Regions from separate parts of the Triticum aestivum genome. Here region 2 is linked to region 1. The links are chromatin contacts, called in public Hi-C maps. All regions are on one chromosome and are shown on one strand. The core of a region is the stretch at or near the end of the contact, and the rest is flanking DNA. Distances in the headings are between cores, read along the strand shown.

The links. A called contact is a pair of places that touch in the nucleus more often than the background predicts.
Region 2: a contact with region 1 is called in a Hi-C map of leaf, with 4 times the contacts expected there. The contact joins the promoter of LOC123128045 here to the promoter of LOC123128043 in region 1. A contact is called at or near these places in 2 of 5 Hi-C or Micro-C datasets (both in leaf).

The regions. Positions count from the first base shown.
Region 1 is chr6A:489,159,464-489,163,441 of IWGSC CS RefSeq v2.1, reverse strand. It overlaps LOC123128043 (probable protein phosphatase 2C 26), which reads right to left and starts at 1,622. Exons shown (of 4, transcript XM_044547944.1): 1 at 1-1,622. The coding sequence starts at 981.
Region 2 is chr6A:489,302,979-489,306,956 of IWGSC CS RefSeq v2.1, reverse strand. LOC123128045 (acetylornithine deacetylase) reads right to left here and starts at 2,699. Exons shown (of 10, transcript XM_044547946.1): 1 at 2,321-2,699; 2 at 1,609-1,862; 3 at 1,399-1,507; 4 at 708-846; 5 at 538-595; 6 at 16-33. The coding sequence starts at 2,656.

The sequences.
Region 1 (3,978 bases), core at 373-2,872:
CAGCGCCCGAGTGAGCGCACCAAGCACAGCTCCATGATCTCTCACTGCTGGCGCTGCCTCCAACTTCTTGGGACCCCACTCCCTGTTGATTTCATCATCACCCACAGCCGCTGCATGTGCCCACATGTTGAACCGACGCTCCTTGAGCCTGGCAAGCGACATTGCAAACCGGCCGGAACCTGAAAAGTCGAGTTCATTGTCATCGTCGTCGCCGTCAGCGAGGAACTGCCACAGCCGCTTGCTATCCCTGTCTGCCTCTTCGTAGAATATCCCACGAAGCTCGCGTAGGAGGAAGCGGTAGAGGTTGGCAACAAGGAAGTCGGGGGCCTCAGGGCCGTTGAAGCCGTCGTAAATGCCGACGAACAGCCAACGCTGGTCCTCGGAGACAACCACGTGGACGCGGTCCTCCCCTGCACGCCCGTGCGCCCACTGCACGCCGTCGTCTCGGCGGAGTGGCACCATGAGCGCCGGCTGGTGCTTCTCGGACACGCTCCGCCGCAGGCTGCCGAATAATGGCTTCCGGAACCTGCTGGAGAGCCCTCTGGACGAGGAGGAGGTGCGCTTGGTGGGCTTGGTGGGGAGCGGGCCGGAGAAGGGCACGGCGGCGTCGAGCGGGCCGGAGAGCTGGGCGCCGCGGTCGATGGGCCCGGAGAGGAAGAGGGGCCCCGAGGAGAGGTTGGAGAGCTGCAGCGGCGCGGAGGAGAAGGAGGAGGATGTGTGGAACGCGGAGGAGTAGTTCTGCGGCACGGAGCCCGCGCCGGCGGCGGAGGAGGAGAGGTAGAGCGGCACGGGCACGGAGGAGTTGGCGGAGAGCGCGGCGCCGGAGATGCCGTGGCGGAAGGAGGAGGAGTATGCGGCGGCGGAGGCGTAGCAGAAGGAGTGGCCGAGCGCGTCGTCCAGGCAGGGCTCGGCGTCGACGGACGCCGGCGCCGGCCGCGAGCACGCGCACGCGGTGAGCAGCCGTGACGCGCCGCTGCCCATGGCATCCGACGCTGGCCGCGGCCCGGTCAGAGGAGAGGCAAAGCAACGACGACGGGGAGGGAGCAGAGCAGACCTTGTTTACCAGCACATCGCACCGAGCGATACGGGGGGACGGCGGCGGGCGTGGGGCTGGAGCTGCGACCGCGGGATCTCGCCGGGGCGGGGGTGGGATCTCGCCGGGGCAGGATCCAGCGAGGGCGCGGGGGAGGCGCAGGATCCGGCCGGAGCGGAGCGGGGAGGGATTGGGGGCGAGGGGGGGCGAGATTGGGGGCGGCCGGGCCGGAGGGAGGGGGGGTGGGGGATTGGGGCAGGGCGTTGAGAAGAGAGAGAGAGGGAGGGAGTTTTCTATGCTCACTCCTGTCAGTGATGTGCACACTAACAAAGGAGGGAGTAGAGTAGAGTGGGGAGGAGGAGACTTAGCGCTGGCGTAAGTGCGAAAACCGCAAATTTGACATCGGAATTTGGCCGCTCCGGCGTTGCGCTCCTCCGGGGGCCGGGCCGGGAAAGACCTCACCGGACCTGTCAGGTGGTGCCGGTATGGCGGAGTGGGCGGGGTTTGTCCGCACCCGGCACGCACGCCGTGGAGCAGGGCGGGAGGGACGAGCGGCGCGGCGGCAGGCAGGGCGGAGGGAGCGAGACCCGTGACGTGGGGGGAGGGATGGGGGGTGGTGGGTGGGGTGGGAGAGCGGGACGGGGGTCAACGCTGCGCCCTGGGAATCGCCTACCCCGGTCGGGCTTAATTACGGCGGGCGGGACTCCGCTCCGCTCCACTCCACTGCGCCGAGGAGAGGCGGGCGCGTGGATCAGCGCGGCGCGGCCAAATTGGATGGCTTTGGCGGGGCCGGCTTTGAACTCGGACGACTGCTGGACGGTGGGCTCCTCTAGTCTACACTCCTCGGTGGAGCGGGCGTTTCGAAAGTGCGGCCGACGCGAGCGCAAAGGCGACGGGGAGGGGACTGGGGAGGGGAGAAGATTACAGTTTACAACGGGAACGAGGAAGCATCCCATGTGAATCACCCGACGTTTATCGAGAGTGGCTTTGTTTCTTTTGTGATGGCAGTGTAAACTACTCCACTGTCAACATGTGAAGATTTATCGCATGCCTTCACGTGCTTTTTATCAAGTCAAATTCGACGATATTGTGGCCCAGTTCTTTTGACCGATTCTACCAGAATCTTAAGAATTGACTCAGCTTCTCTCAGAATATTTAACTCATATTTTGTTTTTACAATCCTAACTAGTTAGGATGTAAACAGCTACTAGGATTGTAAAAAAAATGGGTTCAAGATTTTGGGAGAAATTGGGTTCCAAGAGTAGATTGTAAGAGCATCTATAACCGCATCTAGCTAATCCGGCCTCTCAAACTTCGTGAACACGTCCGCACACAATGACTGATCACATCCTAATGTCTTCTTCCACAACCAGATACCTCATTACCAAAACCTCGAATCCACGCAATTACATGGAATGTAAAACCTAGTCTAAATCTTCGTTGGGGCTAGTTCATCTTCATGTTTGTGTCCTATTCGCCGGCTGGCTGAGCCCCGGGAGTGAAGGTGCGGTCGCCGGCGAGGAAGAGTGGACATGGGACACGGAACGGCTTACAGGACGCAAGGCAGTGCCGTCTCCCCACCCTACTATTTCCTCATCGGAGCTCGTGGCCTGGACGCCGTTGCTCAATGTGAGGTCCACGATAGGCCCCTCGTAGTTGGAGCCCGACACCTCTAGCACGACACAGTTGTGGCGCTAGGGGGCGGTCACCTGTACCGGCGCCGGAGGGGCGTCCAACTCCGCCTCCGAGGAGAGGCGCGTGGATCCGGGCAGCGTGACGTGGGTGCCCGATTCCGCAAATTGGATGGCTTTGGCGGGGCCGGCTTTGAACTCGGACAACTATTGGACGGTGGGCTCCTCTGCTCTCGTTTCCTCGGTGGAGCAGGTGTTTCGAAAGTGCAGCGACGCGAGGGCAAAGGCGACAGTGTCAGTGTGGAACGATGATCTATGGGACCAACAGGCCCCTTCGTGGTTCGGCGAGGGGAATGCACTAAACGCAGAGAGCAGGATGAACAGAAAGCACGACGATCGTTTACCCAGGTTCGGGCCACCTTTCAGGTGTAATACCCTACTCCTGCTTGATTATATTAGGAACGTGGATGCACAATTACAAAGGAGCGCTCTTCCCCGGCAAGGCGTGGGGTGGCAGCTACACGAGCAAGAGTGCGTCTGAGTTTGAATGGGTTCGAACCCCTCTAAAGGTTGCCCCGATCCTCCTTTTATAGTGTAAAGGAATACCACAATGGCAAAATAGTCATTACATAGTGACTAGATAGAAACAACGCTATCATATCTAACTCTGCTAGTTAGGACAAAGAGCATTTAATGCATCTCTAGGTGTCGCACGGAGGAGAAACCCCGACAAGTGTATTGTACTGCTTACTACAGCTAACTCCTATTATCTTGACACGCTGCTAGGACGGGCGTCGATAAAGGTAATTTCACTCCCAGTATGCTGCCACGTGTTGGCCATCTCCACCTAACTACCTGTGGGCTCGACACCTCACCGCCCAGCGACCAGCTGGCTAGAGAGGTGGAGCGCTAGTAGTTGGTGGGGGTTCGCGGGCGACGGAGCTTGTCGGGTCTTCTCCTTGCCGGCAAGGGTTGCTTCTATTGTAGATCTCGCAACTTGTTTCACCCCTTGGTCTTCTTGATGTGCTCATTGATCTCCGAAGAGTTGTCTTCTTGAGTTTGGTCGCTTGTTCGGAGGCTCCAACTTGGCGGGGGAGTTGCTACTTGTCTGCGCATAAGTCAGGGTAGTAAACACTCATGTTTACTGCACCGACAGGAGCCCCGGGGCCTAGATCACGCGTGTTGTTGGGCATTGTAATGCACAGACAAGCAACATTGATCATGTCTAAATTGGCACCTGTGTCTTGAAAACTTCTTTGCTTATTTATTAATATGAAACCAAGCCAGCCCTTGGCTTTCCTCTAGTACCCTTGC
Region 2 (3,978 bases), core at 1,450-3,949, 140 kb before region 1:
AAGAGATGGACTTACCTATAGAAAGGAGTCAACCTGCAACATCAAAAGAATCATATGGTCAGGAAACACTCAAAAACCCATGGAGTCTCAATAATATAAAAAAATAGACAACCTTACTACAGTAGCAAAAATAAAATAAAAAGGTGAACATGGATTATACTCCTTCCGTCCCATAATATATTAATATAAGAGCATTTTCAACACTAGTGTAGTGTCAAAAAAGCTCTTATATTATGGGACGGAGGGAGTATTTTTTTACTAGAGTCTTACTTACATAGAGATATGCGACCAGTGCAAGTCCATCACATTTTCTTTCTTTTTTTACTCCTATGTAAACACTCTACTCTATAAAGCATTCCACATTTAATTTCAGTAAGTGTTCAAAACAAAACATTCAGTTTCAGTTCCTCCAGCACTAGTAAGTACACATCAAACTAGACCACAAAGAAAAGTACATATCAAACTAAAACTTAATTGAATCATTTCATCTCAAGTGCAATTAAAGAGAATCTAAGAACCTCAGGGCAAGAGTTGAACCTTATATCCCCTGAAATTGTACATTCTCCAGGAATTTGGTTCAGACCACCACCAGGATCTGCAAAGCATCACATGTTTGGACCACACCCAATGATTTTTTTTCTTTTCCACATATTATAAATACACTGTTACTAAAACATATTTAAAATAAAGGTACAACAGGGACTTACAACTCCACTTTGTTGGCTTCATCGTAGATGGAGTAGCAAACTTGTAGAGCTTCTCTTTCTCGTGTGCAGGGAAGTCATTGTAAAACCGGGTTTGGATTTCTTTAAGTGCATCCATATTTAACTCCATCGAATTTATGGCCTTTGACAAAAACAAAAAACAGATACAGGGTCTTCAGAATTCAAAAGCACTTTTATACTCTGACAGCAAGAAAAGGTTAAAATGCTATATTTGGACTTCTTTGCCGTGTGAACTACTTGAATAGCTCTCTCCATAACATTACAAGACATGTCAAATAAACATGTGCAGAAAAAAAAAACGTATAACAGCAGAGTTGATTACACAATAAGTTCTACCAGTCATGTATCAACGATCACTTGCTTTATACTTTGTGCGTTATTTTGTTTTTGGTCCCATTATTCATATCTACGTTTGGTACTTTGGTACCAATCGCAAGGATGCTAACTTATTCTAGCAACTATATGATTTAACAGATCACATCTATAGAATATTTACTACTCCCCCCGCTTCACTATAATTATTCCCGGTGTAAGAAGAGTGTCTAAAAATATGTCCACTGAAGGAATCAAGAGGTCATTTTTCATCAACTTTCTTAGATTTTGTGTCTATACAGTTATATAGAGTAAAAAGGAGTGGCAACTGAACATTGTTCTAATGAGTCCAAATCAGTACCTTATGTGCAAGGCCACTGTGAAACAGCTTCCCTGTTGCCTTTAGATGCCAAGGGATCATCCCACCAGTACCAATGCATGGCTGCTTATCCGCAGTATCTATCCAAAACCTTCACAATAGCACACATATAACCAACTAAATCAGCAAGAATTCCTCACGAACGACACATTACTTGGCCATTCTATCAAGGCAACAGAGTTCAATACTCACAAGGGTCCAGTTTTGAGCTTATCCAACAAACCATCCTTGACAAGGCCATCAACACCAATGCCAGTGACCGATGAATTCTCTTCATTGGCAATGAACACCGCAATGACAGAATGCTTCAATGGTGGTTTCACCTCACCAAGCCGCCGCATGAGCTGAGTCACTAGCGCCACATGACCAAGGCAGTCCGTCGTCCCACGGCCCCTAAGCTTTTCCTTGTCATCACCTTCGAATGTTAGTGAGAAGGGATCGAAGTCCTGCAGGAGTAGAAGATCCCAGTCCACTGATTAGTGATTATAATAACCAACAAAAGTAACAGAAATTTGACGAACAAATCAAGAGTAAATTTTGAGGTACAACTTGTTAGTAATCACTAATCGATTAATAATGCGACAGAAACAAAATGAGCGAAATCAAACAGCGCCAATGAGGAAAGGTGAAACTTTAAACAGTAGATATATACAGCAATTGAACCACTGAAGTGCTAACTTGAATCACAACACTCCAGAAGTCCACAAACCAGTACTGCGCCGAAACATGCATCTATTCCAAGGTAGAACAATCTAGAAGGCACTAACAGATCAGGGAAGGGTGCAGTTCGGGCAACAAGCTAGAAAGACCCCCAAATCAAGAAAGCCCTCGAATCCTTCGTCCAGGAACCCTAAGCCCCGAAATCAGCACTCACACATCCAAACGAAATCTGCTAGGAACTCACCCATTCGCTAGGGTTGGCCGGAACGACGTCCATGTGCATGCCGACGAAGGAGACGACGCGGTCGGGGACGGTGCCGGGGTACTCGACGATGACGTTGCTCCGGCCGTCGGTGTAGCTCACCTTCCGCACGACGAGCGGGCCGCCACCGGTGTCCGTCGACACCGGGCGGAGCGCGTCGACCACGTGCTGCGCCACGAGGTCCTCCTGCGGGACGAGGGCCGGCGGGTCGTTCTGCAGGCGCTGGGACTCGCCGATGAGCTTGGAGAGGAGGGCGACGAAGGGGTCGCGGTCCAGGACTCCGACGGCGTCCTTGAGCGGCGGCGCCGGAGATGCCATCTTAGACGCGGCGGCGGGTTGGGTCAACAGCGAAGGGAGTCCAGTCGAGGTCGAGGTCGAGGAACTCTCTGTGTTTGAGCAACTCTGGATGGATGTACTCCGTACGATGTGCGCATATGATGTGTCCGTGTCGACGACGGCACGGAGATGCGTGCCGTGGCCGCTGCGGTTCTTCAGTTTCTCTTTTCGTTTTTTCTTTTGAAATTCTTCTCTTCTCCTTCTCAAAAAAAAAATTCTTCTCTTCTCTTTTCATTCAACACTCATTTTCATGTAAAAAAACACCTTATCATTTCATAGAGTAAAAGTGCTTTTTCATCCATCAACTAATCACCAAGTGTGGCTTTCATATCTAAACTCTTTTTTGGTATAATCTTCGTCCCCCAACTCTACTAAGTATGTATAGTCCCTCGTAGTGATATTCCTCAATCAAACCCTGTTTTTGATTTGATGTGTCATTGTTTTGACCATATTTTGGTGTAACTTTTGTCCCTCGACTCTTGATATCATGTAGAATTAGTCCCTAACATGAGTATTCCTCGGCTAAATCCGGTTTTGACTTTTTATGGCACGGTTTTGATCACGTCGTCATTGTAAGGGGAATGCCCCAAGGGTTTGGGATTGGACCTCGGCGAATTGTGCTCCTGTCTCTCTCCTCTGTCGGTTTAGATCCGATATACCACCTATTGTCTTATCCTTACCCCCAACTATCATGTTGACCATCTAAAGCGTGAGAGAGAGAGAGAGAGATTTCTCTCAATGACATGCGACCCTATGCCACCTTACAATGATGATGTGGCCAAAATCATGTCACATAAGGTCAAAACCGTGTTTGGCTGTTGAATACCGCTGCAAGGGACTAACTATACCTAGTATTAAGAGTTGAGGGACGGAAATTGTACCTAAAAAAAATTAGGGACGAAAGCTACACTTTGCGGTAAGTTGAGGGACGAAAAATGCACTTATCTCTTTTATAAAAGAAGAAACATCATATATTAAAAGTCAATCAACGCTTATAGGATCATCTTCAAAGAATCAAACAAATACTCACAAGATCATTGGAAAAATCAACATGTCTTCTTCCTACACTCTCGTTGGCGGGCGCCGTGAGTGAAGCTCGATGTCACCTCCGGACCTCCAAAACACCATCGAAGTCAGGGAAATGTTGTTAATGCCGCAGCCAAATGAGAAGACGCATGCAACAATGACTCGAGAAATAGATCACTGCCACGAAGAAGAACGCGACGAAGAGGGGGACATGTGGCCTCGCTGGCAAGGAATGGTGGGCGGTCTCATATTTGGAATAGAGTTGTGCTATCTCCTCT